Regions from separate parts of the Cyprinus carpio genome. Here region 2 is linked to region 1. The links are chromatin contacts, called in public Hi-C maps. All regions are on one chromosome and are shown on one strand. Each heading gives the region's core, a stretch centred on a gene start, on an enhancer-like site or on the middle of the called end of the contact. The rest is flanking DNA. Distances are from core to core; before and after follow the strand shown.

Region 1 (2,660 bases), core at 72-2,571:
TGGTTATAATGTCTAAAATGTAAAATAGTTTTCAAATACATGTAATTACAATATTTATCATGTGAGAAACCAACTAAAATACTGATATTTGATTTGCAGTTTTTTTGTGAATTAACTGTTGCTCTATTCGCTTTATTTTAGGGTCTCTTAACTAGTTTTCCATTTTAAATAAGCTATATCATCAGGAAAAAGAAAATGTCAAGATAAAGAATGTGTGATCGGCTATTCAAAAGTACAAAACTGTAGAGACTTGGGTCCATGTCAAATTAAGCGGATCTTCTGCAGGATATCTTCTGCACCTCATGGTCATCAGTCTTTGGGTCGAGGGTCACCTCAATCTTACATGTCAGTTGCTAAAAAAAAAAAATAAGTAAAAATCTGAAGAGTAATGGTAGTATGCATGTGTAGATTTTTGTCATTTTGGCTACAATCAAGTGTAAAAAAAAAAAAAAAAAAAAAAGAACGAAATAAATCTACCCTTTTTGCCATGCCACATGCCTGAATATCATTATCTTCTGATTTGCGGCATTTTGTCTTTCCAATTGTGGCTTCTATTTTGTAGTTTATCTTATTCGTCACCTGGACACAAAGTTTGGCTGTCATTTAATGTGGATTAATACACATTGACACATATCAGAAAATACATATGAAAACATGAAACCTGTACCTGAGTGCTGGCCGATGTGACATTGATGAGTTTGAAGTATCTCTTTGCTCTGGACTTCGTGTTGAACACCTCTACAGCTTCTTTAGCAGCCTCTTGAACATCTTCCCTCTTGGGATTAGCGAGAGTCCAGCCGCCGAGCAGCTCCACATTTCCTGTGAGACATGGACTGAGAATATCAGTGACAGTACTGGGTCTTGAAGAAACATTTGAAGAGTTTGTGCTCGTGAAAGCCATGGACTGAATGCAAAACATTTGGCATTTTGTAAACAATACAATATAACATGAACAAAGAGCTTACTTGGTACAATTATTGCTTCCTCCAAAGGCTGGTCAGCACTGCTGAAGTGAAACACGGAGAGAAAAGACACGACGAGCAGAAAGCAGATGTCCATGGCTGCCGGCTGTGTGCTCTCTGAGAGAATGAGCCAGTGAATGTGGAGACGGCTTTAGAAATCTGCCATGTAGTCAAGGAATGCCTGACGCCTGAGCCTCACGCCATTCCCGCCAGCGACGCCCACTTACGTAATGATGAATCCACACAGACGGTGAGTCAAGGGAAAACTGTGTGTGGAGGGTGTTTTAGGACAGAAAACGAGGAAATAAACGGTAATCTGCTTACACCGTAAGCTGCCGGCCGGCTGTCAGAACACAGACGGCTCTCGGTGTGTGATTTAACTTCCTGTCACTTACAGGTAAAGATTAAAAAGAGTTTAACTACACTTGAAAACAAACGTCGCTACTTACTTATTGCTACTGTATATCTGATCAACATTTCACCTTTTTTTTTTTTTTTGGACAAAATTCGCAGATATGCCATCGTTTTTATTATTATCAATAATAATAATAATTATTAATAATAATAATACATTTTACCTGGTCTCATGAAAATGCCTATAAATAGTAACGTTACACCAAATACAAACAGAAAATCGTGCTATTATTGATACGCAGAAATTGACTTTGGCGTGCATATGATAAGCACGTGTTTGACGTGCTTTTAATACAGTTTTGGCTGCATATGATCCGCATCTAGCCCACACCCCTAATCCTACCCATTGCGTATCATATGCACGCCAAAGTCAATTTCTGCGTATAAATAATATAGTACGCCAAATCGAAACATTAACTCGTGCTATTGATACAGTACGCATTCTCGTGAGATCGGGTTATACAGAAACAGTATGTAGGCTACTGTATATTATTTTGCATTAGTAGAATACATTTTATTTGATTGATTTCAGTTGTTTACTTTAAATGTGATTTCATAGTGTTCTGTTGGTTGAATTAATTGTTGAATACTGTAAAACATTATATTATATATCAATATTCCTTTAAAAATGTCATAATTGTCCTTATGAATTTTGGCAATTAAATACTACCATTATTATATTTTCTTTTGTATTACACACTTCAATATACAAAAAAAAAAAAAAAAAAAGATTGTTGGACATTATGGTTGAAATTATGGGTGGACAAACACTCTTTTTTGTACAATTTTTGCAAAGTTATGTTGATGATAGGAAGAAGTTAAAAAATACAATTCAAAGCGTCTTGCATACAAAAATACAACAAATTAATACCATACAGACATTTTTATATCAGTATTACATATATTGTAGGTTATTTATTAGGTTATTATTGTAAGTTCAATGTCAAATAAAACTTTAAAATTGATTTCTGAAAGAGAAGTATTTGCATATATAGTGTCAAGTATAATGTCCTCTAATGTTTTCTTAAAAAAAAAAAAAAAATCATATGTTGCTTATACTCCAAACCCTATAATGATTCTTTAAACACTATGCAAATTCTAAACCCCAAAAACATGTTTTGCTGGTCCCAGGAAGATAATCAGTTATTTGTCCTGAACAGTGACGTCTAAATTCCTCTCAAGGCCACGTTTAAAAGCAATCTAGAACATGTGCTACAGAAATCACACCCTCGCTGTATAACAAAACCCCAGACAAAACAATCAGCCCGTAGTCTCATAAAGGCC
Region 2 (2,660 bases), core at 66-2,565, 520 kb after region 1:
AAACTTCAGGCACTTGTGTAAAATGCTGTCAAATGAGGATGCTGTCAAAAATAACTTATCTGTCTGGGAGTTAATGTTATAACATCAACAGAGCTTGCATGCATTTCATTTTTTTTTTCTTCAGTTTTGTGTCTCACTTCTTGTAATGACACCTCGGCGACACTCACTCAGTGGGAAGAGATGTTTTGCTCACCTCTCCATTGGCCCTCACGCTGCCGGGACAGAGGGGGTTGTTCGGGTCGTGTCGTGGGGTGTTGTCCTCTGGAGGTTTCTCCACCTGTCCTTTCCACGGACGCTTCATCCGGTGAGCCGACACCAGAACCCAGGAGTCCCGCAGGGGGTTGTACCTTAAATGCTGGTGCTCTGAAACAAATTCAAGAATGACATGACATTTTATTTGAAAGGTAACAAGCTGAGTTTTGCCACTCGGAGTGTTCATTTCTAAATCACAAACGAATAATCTTTGAACGAGTCGATTTCGTAAAGCGCTTAATGAAGCGTTTAATGAATTTCACAGGACAATTTGACAGTTTAAACAAACATAACTATCATAAAATTCCAAGCAACCCATACTAATTTTAAAGCATTGTGATAAACAATAGCATGTACAGTATAAAAAAATTACTCCTAAAAGCGATGCATAGCTAGTGAAATGAGTTTAAACCGTTTGAATCGGTTCATTGACATAAACTGTCCAAACGAACCGATTCTTTAAAATGATTCGGACTTCCCACCGCTTGATAAATCAATCACATGATCCGCTTCACAGCCAGCCGTCACGTGACTCATCTATCACGTATAATATCTTCAGTGGATTCAAACCACAGGAATAGTAACAAATAGAGGTTGTTGCATGGCATGTAGATTTGTCCGTGAATCGCGCACAGTTCAAAGCTCAGAACAGAAATATGCACAGGTGTCAACATGTAGAAACATTCCTCACCTTTAGGATCAAACGTGGGTTTACTGGTACTGTCCATCTTACTGCTTAATATAATCCCCCGTGGTTTCGAAATATATCCGATTACCTGTCACGGGTTTTTTAACATGAATTCACTGATTGTTTCTTTCTAGAGTTCAAGTTTTCATTTGATCTCCTCCTCAGTGTCCTCACGTGAACAGTGCTGCGCAAACAAAACGCAGTATGCGGTTTCTAAAGAGGAATAAACCGAGCAGTGCTGGCACCGTTTACAGGCTCAACCCGAGAACATAAATAATACCACATACATAAATACATTAATTTATTCGATCAAGTTTTTTATGATACAGTTTCACTGTGTCAATAAAATGTGCTGTGTGTATTTTGCGTATTTTAGTGGCGTATTGATGATAACGATGCACCGCCTTCTTCCGTGTAGCGCTCTGAGCGATCTCATTGGTCTAGAACTCGCCGTTTGTGGAGTGACGTCACCTCGCGTCATCGCCCGTCTCCTTTCACGTGTGTCTGAATGAAGTCTTCTTTAATGTCTTTTGCAGTCTTACCTTTAAACAGTCGTTTGTGCCCGGATAACGATGTCTGTAATAAGAATTATTCTGAAAACGGTGGTGGTTGTCGGGTTTCTGGTGTTGACAGTTCAGTTTATAAGATACTGGATGGCAAATAAACAATATGTCTTTACAAAAGAAGATGTTGCCAAGTTAGCCAGACAATATGCAGGTGAGTAAACACACATCACCTGTCTCTGTTCTCACATCTGTTGCTATGATGTTGCAGTAATTGGTTTCTATATATGTATATTGCGAATATACACTTCCTAGCAACACAGAGCTTTAAAGCTGTATTCAAATGCTCATGTTGTCTATCTAAAAGAATTGTTTAAAGTGTATATTGAGCAAATACCATATCTGATAACATAACTGTCCAGTAATTATTCTTCCTAGTTTGTCACTTGTCTGATAGATGTCTTAACTAAATAAAACTAGATGTCTGAGCTTGTGTGTTTGTGTGTCCCAGGCCAGGACCACGAGCAAGCCTTCTCTAAGGTGGTGGTGGAGCTGAGGAAGAGGTATCCGGGTCACATCCTGCCCGAAGAGGACCTGCAGTGGGTGTTTGTGAATGCGGGCGGCTGGATGGGCTCCATGTGTCTGCTGCACGCCTCTCTCACAGAGTATGTGCTGCTGTTCGGGACGGCCGTGGACACGGGTGGACATTCAGGTGGGTCAAGAGCAGCTCCAGGGCATGTTTGTCCTCAAAATTAAAAGAAAGAAAGAAATAATCTAAAATAAAGACTGCTATAGGATCATATGACTTTTTGCACTGCAACATTATTTATTTTTTAATTAAGCACTAAGTTCGAGTTAACTTGTTGCAGAATAATAATAATTGAAAACAATTGTGTATAGCAGTATTATTTAGAATATAAATTCTAAAAAAAAAAAAAAAAAAAACAATATGAATCTCTTTTTGAGATAAAATATGGTCACAAAATCTTAATAGACATAAAATACGGCAAATCTTCTATATTCCCAATTTCTATTTTTTTATTATTATTATTATTATTGGTGGTGAAGGTGGTGTTTTGCCTTGGCTTCTCACTAAAATTAAATAAGTTAAAGTTGATGAAGTATTACTAAAATTACTAGGACTATAAAACTATGTTTGTAATAATATTCATTTTTTTTTTTTTTTTTTTTTTTTTTTTTTTTTTTTTTAGTAATTT

What was found. Hi-C and Micro-C count contacts between places; a contact is called where the count stands out from the background.
Region 2: a contact with region 1 is called in a Hi-C map of red blood cells, with 5 times the contacts expected there. The contact joins the promoter of galt here to the promoter of LOC109097261 in region 1. A contact is called at or near these places in 2 of 8 Hi-C or Micro-C datasets (red blood cells and skeletal muscle).

The regions. Positions count from the first base shown.
Region 1 is chrB10:4,385,499-4,388,158 of ASM1834038v1, forward strand. It overlaps LOC109097261 (L-cystatin-like), which reads right to left and starts at 1,322. Exons shown (of 4, transcript XM_042732163.1): 1 at 966-1,322; 2 at 668-819; 3 at 478-579; 4 at 1-353. The coding sequence starts at 1,059. The coding sequence ends at 267.
Region 2 is chrB10:4,907,952-4,910,611 of ASM1834038v1, forward strand. It overlaps galt (galactose-1-phosphate uridylyltransferase), which reads right to left and starts at 1,316. Exons shown (of 11, transcript XM_042732165.1): 1 at 944-1,316; 2 at 194-363. The coding sequence starts at 980. LOC109097495 (sigma non-opioid intracellular receptor 1-like) reads left to right here and starts at 1,394. Exons shown (of 4, transcript XM_019111148.2): 1 at 1,394-1,657; 2 at 1,955-2,155. The coding sequence starts at 1,513.